Regions from separate parts of the Sus scrofa genome. Here regions 2 and 3 are each linked to region 1. A link is a contact called in public Hi-C and promoter capture Hi-C data. All regions are on one chromosome and are shown on one strand. The core of a region is the stretch at or near the end of the contact, and the rest is flanking DNA. Distances in the headings are between cores, read along the strand shown.

The links. Promoter capture Hi-C pulls out the DNA fragments that hold promoters and counts their contacts. A called contact is a pair of places that touch in the nucleus more often than the background predicts.
Region 2: a contact with region 1 is called in a Hi-C map of fetal liver, with 1.6 times the contacts expected there. The contact joins the enhancer-like site here to the promoter of ZRANB1 in region 1. A contact is called at or near these places in 3 of 47 Hi-C or Micro-C datasets (fetal liver, omental adipose tissue and retroperitoneal adipose tissue) and 1 of 2 datasets of contacts at active chromatin or transcription factors (alveolar macrophages).
Region 3: a promoter capture Hi-C map of liver shows a contact between it and region 1, with 4 times the contacts expected there. The contact joins the promoter of EEF1AKMT2 here to the promoter of ZRANB1 in region 1. A contact is called at or near these places in 1 of 5 promoter capture datasets (liver), 4 of 47 Hi-C or Micro-C datasets (fetal heart ventricle, heart right ventricle, liver and 1 more) and 1 of 2 datasets of contacts at active chromatin or transcription factors (alveolar macrophages).

The regions. Positions count from the first base shown.
Region 1 is chr14:134,252,528-134,255,280 of Sscrofa11.1, reverse strand. It overlaps ZRANB1 (ubiquitin thioesterase ZRANB1), which reads right to left and starts at 1,354. Exons shown (of 10, transcript XM_013983854.2): 1 at 1,174-1,354.
Region 2 is chr14:134,380,470-134,383,222 of Sscrofa11.1, reverse strand. All of the region lies in intron 2 of CTBP2 (C-terminal-binding protein 2), which reads left to right. Among named protein-coding and RNA genes, the nearest start is that of CTBP2, 110 kb to the left of the region's middle. Within about 2 kb of position 1,357, at least 16 of the 83 cell types and tissues checked have an H3K27ac peak or open chromatin away from gene starts, as enhancers often do. A contact at or near this core is called in alveolar macrophages, fetal liver and omental adipose tissue, where this site is marked.
Region 3 is chr14:134,153,277-134,156,029 of Sscrofa11.1, reverse strand. EEF1AKMT2 (protein-lysine N-methyltransferase METTL10) reads left to right here and starts at 1,364. Exons shown (of 7, transcript XM_013983843.2): 1 at 1,364-1,524. The coding sequence starts at 1,418. It overlaps ABRAXAS2 (BRISC complex subunit Abro1), which reads right to left and starts at 349. Exons shown (of 11, transcript XM_021073619.1): 1 at 175-349.

The DNA of each region.
Region 1 (2,753 bases), core at 105-2,604:
TTTTCACAAACATAGTTTAGATTACTTTGCTAAGGCCCTTGGCACAAGCCAAGATCAAAATTCCTTATGGTTTCCCCTGGCTTATGTTCTGAACACTGAGTCATCCATGTTTGATGAAAACATGGGTACCCTTGAGGTCGCACAAGTGATAAAGAAATCAACTAAAGAGAGACCTCAGAGAGAAAAGCCACTCATTATGTAACGTTTCCCAGAGCTAAAGATTTCTCTTCAACTGTGTTCCCCAAAGAGTATTTTTGTACATTAAATGTACTGACAACAAAATATCATACGGCGAGCACACAGACCAAAATACTGGGCAGAGGAGACGGCGTTTAACCTGAGGGTCTACAGAGTTACGGAAAAGGCAATCAAATAACTGAAAGACTAAATTCTCAACGAGAGAGTTTCAAAACACCAGCGTATCTCAAAGATAATGGGCCGGCTCAAACTTCCAGGCTGAACCTAAACAGGTCCCTGGTGCTTAATGCAAGTATGCATTTCAGTCCTTTTGTCTGTGAAATGACCCACACCAAGCCACAGTGGAGAAAATAGCACCCAGTCGCACTGTACAAGCGTAACTGCGAGGAGAGGGGCAGACAGTCTTTCCACCAGTTCCAGCTCCGCCTCCCCAGCCCACCCCCGTCGCCCCCACCTTTATTTCCTTAGACAGAAAAGGCGACCAGTGGAGGCCACCGCGGGAGGCGGAGAGGAAGCCACCAAGGGACCGAAATCCAAGTTTGGGAACCTGCACCAACTTGTGGCGACGGACCCAAGTATTTCGGGCCTATTGCAGAATGGGAGCAAAATCCCACTCATCTGCCCGTAGGTGGCAGGAAAAGAAGTTGGGGGGAGGGGGAATCTGGCGGAAGAGAGGTGGCCGGGCCGGCGGCGCGTCCAGCCAGCGCGGCTGATCGATGGTCGGTAAACAAGCCGGCGGACCCACCCTCCCACAGCCCCGGGCCTGTCCCCGCACCTGGAAAGCCCAAGATGGAAGCACAGCGGGGCCGGGCCGGGCCCCCTCCCCTCTCCCAGCCTGCGAAGCCGCCTCGGGGGGCGCGGGCGGGCCGCCCGGGAGACCGGCGGCCTGGGCGCCGTCAGGGAGCGAGGGGCCAGGCAGGCCGCGGCGGGGCCGCGAGGGGCCTGCGGCGGGACGCCCTCCCGGGGCCCGGTTACCTGGCGGCGGCGGCGGCGGCTCCTCCTCCAGCTCCTGCTCCTCCTCCCTGTCCGACGCTCGGCGCCCGGCGGCCGCGACGGCCGCGGCGACTCCCGGAGCAGCCCGGGGCAACGAGCCGAGCCCGGCCCCTCTCCGCCTCCCTCCGCGCCGCCGCCCGCCCCGCTGCTGCCGCCTCCGCCCTCTCCCCTCAGTCAGGACATGGTCTCCGCGGGCCCGCGCGCGGCTCCCGGCTGCGGGAGGCAGGGGCAGAGGGGCGGAGAGCAGGCGCGGAGACGGGGGGGGCGCCGGGGGAGGGGGGAGAGAGGGGGGCGGCCTCGGACGCTGCGGGCTCCTAATGGCGGCGGTGCGGGACCCCGGAGCCAAATAAACCCCACGGCAAGCTGCACAACGTCAAGGCCGGACCCCGCCGCTCGCCGCCCTGTCATTGGCCCCGAGGCCGCGAGCGGCGCAGCCAATGGGCAGCCGCCTCTTTCCGGGCGCAGAAGGCGGGCCGCGGAAAGGTGACGTCACCCCGGCGCCCGGCCCGATTGTGAGGAGCCCCGCCCTCTGTGCGGCGGCAGGCCCGCTGGGGCTGCGGGACCTCGGCGGCGGGCGGAGGGCGCCGGGAGGCGGCGGGCCAGCGCGGCGTGCGCAGGGTTTGGGGACGCAGACTGGGCGGCGCGGAGGGCGTCGTGGCAGCTGCACTGCTCCGCGTGACTCTTCCCTGCGACTGATTCACCACCCTTCTAAGTCCACCGCGAAGGCTCCCCGAGCGGACTCCTTAGTGCCCGATTCGGCCTCACTTTGCCTTAGGGAGTTTCAAAGTCTTGATACCAGGGAGGATAAAGATTTAGGTTTTGAAAGTTTAATCTTTATGTATATTTTACGTCTGTTTTTTATTCCTGCTTTCGAGACGGCTATCCATTTATGTGTGTGTATGTGTATATTTATAATGTATGTATTATATATGTACCCATATACATCATGAAAAAGCATGAAGTTATATGCCAATTATATCTCAATTAAAGAAAAAAAACTTTTAAGCCATGGAGGCTGCTTTTTGTGCAGTCTCCACTACCACCACTACCTCCTACCTAACTCTAGTTTTGGGTAAACTGATTTTCTAGTGGTTGCCTTCTCTGTGAAGTCCAAGAGTAAGAAAGAGGATATGTTATAGCCGTGGAAAAAATACAGCCAGGAGAATTAGCAGAGCCCAAGTTCTAAAGAGACTATGTTAAGGAGTTACCTGGTAGCACAGCAGGTTAGAGACCCCTCCTTGTTACTGCTGTGGCACCGGTTCCATCCCTGGCCTGGGAACTTGTACATTCCCAGGGAGGCCAAAAAAATAAAAGGATTTATAAAGAGAATATGTTATATGGTGATGTATTTTGTGTATTTCTTTTTTAATGTAACCATAGCCAGATAGTCTAAGTCATTTTGCTATTTGCTAAGACCCCATGAGTATGTCATATTTTTCTGGCTGGAAAACCGTTTTTTCCCAGTGAAATTTCACCCTGCACTTTTCACAGTTCAGATTTTATTTCGAGAGTTTGAATGACACAAAACACAGCAGCTCTTTAAAAGTTGTAAACCTCTTTAA
Region 2 (2,753 bases), core at 108-2,607, 130 kb before region 1:
TGTGTGACAAAAGGTGAGTTGTTGGGTCAGAGTGAAACTTCCTCTGTCCCTGTGGAATCCGAGGACTCTAATCCCTTCACCCTGCTCAGCCCAACCTCTCAGCAACAGACCCCCCTTGCCAAAGGGGGGAAGGGTCATCAGAAAATCGGGATCGTGAAAGTTCATCTGTGGTTCTTTGGACTCCTGAGGCCTAACACCATGGAAATAAACGGGTCCTTTTATACGTCTTTGCTTGGAGGAAGTTTTGCTTATTTGCCTTTATCCTTTTTCTGGTTTCGTTTTGTTTTGCTTTTTTATTTTTAAAGGCTGCTTTGGTCTGGAAATGAGTATGTTTATTTCTAAAGCATACTTGTAAGTCAGGTGCTTAAAAATGTGCGAAAATTCTTAACACCGAAGCATCTCCTTTTCCTCACCAACACTTAATTTTCATTATGTCACCAATAAAACAACCAATTAGGAAAAGCAAGAATTGTTTCTGCTCAAGTTCTCTGTTCTTGATGCAAGCTTTTAGCAAGTGAAAATATTTAGAATTCTTGAGTTTTGCATTTAACTCCAGAAGATGCAGTTTCTAAATCTAAACCAGAAAGAAGGATTCACTCAGAAGTTGTTTGCTGGCCGAGGAGACGGTCCCCCTGGAAGCATGGTTTTCACACCTGCTCCCTCCTCAGGCAGCCTGCGAGCTCACGGGACACGTCTCCACCAGCACTGGGATTCCTTTTGCTAAAGACTCGCTTACAAGCTGGACACAGATGACAGGGTCTTCGTTTTTCATTTGTCTTCTTCAAAGCCACGGAGACTATTTTGATGGAGCTTAGGTGGGAACAAATAAAATGATAGGGCGTTCCCACAGTGGCAGAGTGGATTAAGAATCCCACTTGCAATGGCTCAGGTTACTGCAGAGGCTCAGGTTCGATTCCCAGCTCAGTAAAGTGGGTTATAGCATCCAGCAGTGCTGCAGCTGTAGCTCAGATTCAGCCCCTGGCCCAGGAACTTCCATATGGCCATTAAAAAAAAAAATCATGGGCCCACAATTCCTTAACCTCACATCCAAGCTGTAGAAAACTTTTATTATATTAAATCTTTTACATCTTCAAATCTTTAATTCTTTGTAACTTATTTGGTGGCAGCTTTTGACTTGGTGTGAATTGTTGAGAGGATATTATATTTGTGAATATAATATATTTATTTATATTAATCCAGTGGGGGTCGTATATGCATGTTCATCTGTCCTGGTGCAGAAGTGCTAATGGGTGGCTCCGGGGTCTGTTAGAACATGGCACAGGCCCTGGCTGCCACCTGCCTGGCCTCTGGTGTTGGACAGGGCTGTGGACCAACCCTTGAGCTGTCTGTGCCTGTCTCTCTGGGACACGGTGTTGCATCAGCCCCAGGGCATCAGGCCCACGGCTCAGATCGAGGCCATGTGACCTGGGTGTGACCTTGTTGCACTACGGTTAGACTGCTGGGCATTGTGGGGGGGGGAATATGAGCAGCCTGGTGGGGTGGAGGAGGCTCCGGGAACCCAAGTAAAGCTCCAGGCTCTATTGAAGTGTAGATGGGGTTTTTTTTTTGGTTTGGTTTTGGCTTTGGTTTTTGTTTTCTTTTTTGTTTGGTTTTGGTTTTGGTTTTGGTCTTTTGTGTTTATAGGGCCACACCCGAGGGCATATGGAAGTTCCCAGGCAGCTACAGCTCCATTAGACCCCTAGGCTAGGAACGGTGCGGCCCTAGGAAGGACAAATAATAATAATTCTGTTGTTAATTGTGGTGTTATGTCAACCAAAGGCTAAACCCATGTGTTGCCCACTGCGTGCTTTTGTTTATCTGGACTTTAGTGGGTCCTTCCGGTACAGTTAACAAACTGAAGCTCAGATCAGAGTCCAGCCACCTTGTCATCGCTTGTTCATGGTTGTCTGTCTTCTGAAGATTCTCAAACAGGTTCTTTCGAGGTAGCCCGAAGCCCTGGCTTTCTTTGGGGTCAGTGAAGCGGCAGCAGGTTCTTTGGGGGTGGGTGGACCAGCATTTTCAAGGCTCTGATGACGGGCGGTACCTGATCTGCTGGATGACACCCCTCCCCTTCCCCAACCACCAAGCGTCCTTGCCTGTGGCAGTGGGTGCTGTGCTGCCGGGTCTTTCAAAGGTTGGGAGGCTCCATGGGGAGAGCCTTGTGGGTTATGGTCGAGAGGACTCATTCCTTCAGGGGCTCCAGGCTCTGGAAATGCGAGGGCTCAAGGACCATGCTGCTGGGTCTGCGGGCGCCTCTTCTTCTTTTCGTTCGCGGCAACCTCTCAAACTTGGAATCTACCCTATTTGCAGGTTTCCCAGTAGAATGTACTCTAAAGCCTCCAGGGGCTGATGCGGAGAACTTGACAGTACTATTAATTGATTAGCATAACTCTTAATCAATTAGCATATCATAGAAGTTGGCCTCAATCAACATAATGTTTAAGTAGATTTTCTTAAAGAATTGAAGGCGGTTCCCATGTTTAACGGGTCTTAACGGAATTTTCATTTCGAAAGGCATCATTGAAGTTATCATTTACTTTGTGTAAATTCCTTCATTGGCCTAATCTTTGCAGACTTGGAACCAGCATCAAGAAAACTTGAGGGTGTCTTTAAAAATCACCAGAGGTTTTAAGAACGTAAATCCATGCTGACTGGGTTTCTGTGCACTGTAGCGGTTTGGTCCAGGCAGGTAGGGCTGCTAATGGTTATTGAGTAAAGTTAATCTGCCCAGATTTTAGACTGCAGTTAGGAGG
Region 3 (2,753 bases), core at 115-2,614, 99 kb after region 1:
TCATGGGTGCTTCTTCATTAGAACCTAACACTTTTGTAAGACGCACTCAGTCACATTCCAGCCTATTCTCTCTAGCAGCGCGTCTAGGAAAGATCACAACAACCATTCACTCAGGGCAGCACTAATTGACTGTGGCATCGGGTGGTTTTATTTCTCTGTAATAAGGTTACTTACGCACTTTCTCGAGTTCTTTAATCACTACACACATAGGCTCCCATCTGTCTTTTACCATATTCTATCATCAGCGGTTGCCTGAAGATCTTGGAACGTCTTGCATCAGAGGAGATGCACATGCAGTCCGAATCGGGATTCCATGAGCTGGAAAGGCAACTGTTGATGCCGCTTACCTCCAGGGACTTGTTACTGGGCTTCTCTCTGCTATGTCAACAGAAACGTGGCCTAGGAAACATGGTTTTGGTTGGAAGGCAGCCTAGTTAGGGCCCTTTGAGAGTCTTGCCTAGGACTTTGGACTACCAGTATGTCTTTGCTGCTACAGAAGTTCCCCTCAGACCTTTGGCCCCTAAGACCCCTGGGATTATGCTACCGAACTTCCAGTATCAGTCCCACCAAAAAGCAGATACCTCTCAGGTTCACTGGTGGGAAGCAGTCACCAGTGCAGGGGCAGCAAGGTGCAGGTGAAGAAATCGAGGCACACAGAAGTGAGGCCTAAGCCTCTTGGATAGGGCTGGATGCCTGGTTAGGGGCAGAGCTGAGACAGGCATCTTGACTCTCCGAGTTCTTTCTTCACTAAGCACTCTGAAACCCATGACTGGCCTACTTATGCGAGGCGGGAGTGGGGCGGGTGTCTAGAGCATTCATTTCACCAGGCATAAATTCCCTTGTCCACGAGTGACGTCAAGTCAGAAGAGGCCAGAGTGCTGTTTTCGAGGCAGGATGCCAGCCGCAAATGGAATTAGCCTTTGACCGGAAAGCCAAATAATGCGACGGACTGTCCCACCCACTCTTCAGATTTGCCCACGACGTGGAGAGAGGAGGTGATCTGCACCTTTGGGGGGAGCAGTGTCGGATTATATTCGGTATGGCTCCCCCACCGCCAGCTTTTCTCCAAAACGCAATGCTTGGAGTGGCCCCTTACAAACAACACCCCCCCCCGGGGGCGCCCCAAATACGGTAGCGTTTAGGCGGGCACCTCAAGGAACGGGGTGCACCTGACGCCGGCTGGAGTGAGAGTGGGGACCAAGGCGAGGCCCCGCCCCGCCCACGCCTGGGCTTGGGACCGGGCGCTCTAGACCCCGGCGGCGCTGGGAAAGGCGCGGAAGGACGGCCGACCCCCGCGGGGGCCGGGAGCAGTAGAGAGCGCGGCCTCCCGCCTCCTAGAGGCGCCAGCCCGCCCGTCCGCTCTGCCCGCGCCTCGTCTCTATGGCGGTCCCAACGGCCGTCCGGGGCGCCGAGCGCAATGAGCGAGGGCGCGGACGGCGGCGGCGATGGGGCATCAGCGCGGTCCCCGGGGGGCAGTCCCGGAGGGGATGGCTTTGCCCCGTCGGCGCTGGGGACCCGAGAGCAGTGAGTGTGGCGCAGGGCCGGGGAGGGTGAGCGGCGCTGTCTGGATGGGGCCGCGGAGGACGGGGCGAGCCCGGGGGGCGTGGCGAGAGGAGCCCAAAGGGCCGCCCTGGGCGAGGGCCCGGGATGGCAGGGCTGGGCTCCCGAGGGGCCGCGCTGGGTGGGTCAGGAAGCACCTCGGGAGCTGACGTCTGCGGGCTTCGTGGGCTGCCGTATGGACTCTGAGCTCCTGGGGAGGCTTTTTAGGGGTCTTGGGTCTTCGGGCCCAGCCTGGGGAAAGGGAGAGGGAGCCGGCCTGGCGATTCGGGCTGGTGGGCGGTGGTTGGAGACCGGGGGAGAACTGCGCAGCCAAGGGGGCTGAAAAGGTTAAGGGGACGAGGGCAGGGACACGGAGGCTGGAAGAGTGGGGAGTGGGGGGATGGCCTGAGGAAGGAGAGAGGACAGTGGGCATATCTCGGGCTGGGAGAAAGTGACCTGACCCAAGACGGACGCTCAGTAAGTATTTAATGGGTTAGTAGACGGGTGAATGCATGACGGTGGGAAAAGGCAATGGTGAGAGGTAACTTGGGGGGGGTTCTAGAGAGATGAAGTAGGACGAGAAGCCCGTTGGAGGGAAAAAAGTAAAGTCTTATTTCAAAGGAGTAAGAGTACGTCTTCAGCTCAGGTTGAAGGTTAAGTTTTAAGTTTATCTTTGGTGAATTTCTTTGTAACCACCTAATTGGTAGAAAATTTTTGAATTTGCACGTTTTAGACTGAACTATGCTGTAGTGACACTATGCCTCTGCAGTCAGTTTTTGGACTTGTGTTTGGGACTGAGGAATCCTTGGACAGATACTTCTTTGTGTTTTTTAAGCTTAAACAATATACCATTTTATTTTTTGTTGTTGTTGTCTTCTTAGGGCTGCATCCTCGGCATATGGTGGTTCCCAGGCTAAGGGTCGAATCGGAGCTGTAGCCACTGGCCTACACCCAGCCACAGCAGTGAGGGATGCGAGCCGAGTCTGTGGCCTACACCACAGCTCACGGCCGCGCTGGATCCTTAACCCACTGAGTGAGGCCAGGGACCGAACCCACAACCTCATGGTTCCTAGTCGGATTCGTTAACCACTGCGCCACGACGGGAACTCCAACAACATACCATTTTAAATGTTAGGCATTGTTATAAGTGTTTTACATGTATAAACACATTCTATCTTTCATTCTTTTAACGCAAGGATGTTAAGAGATTGAAT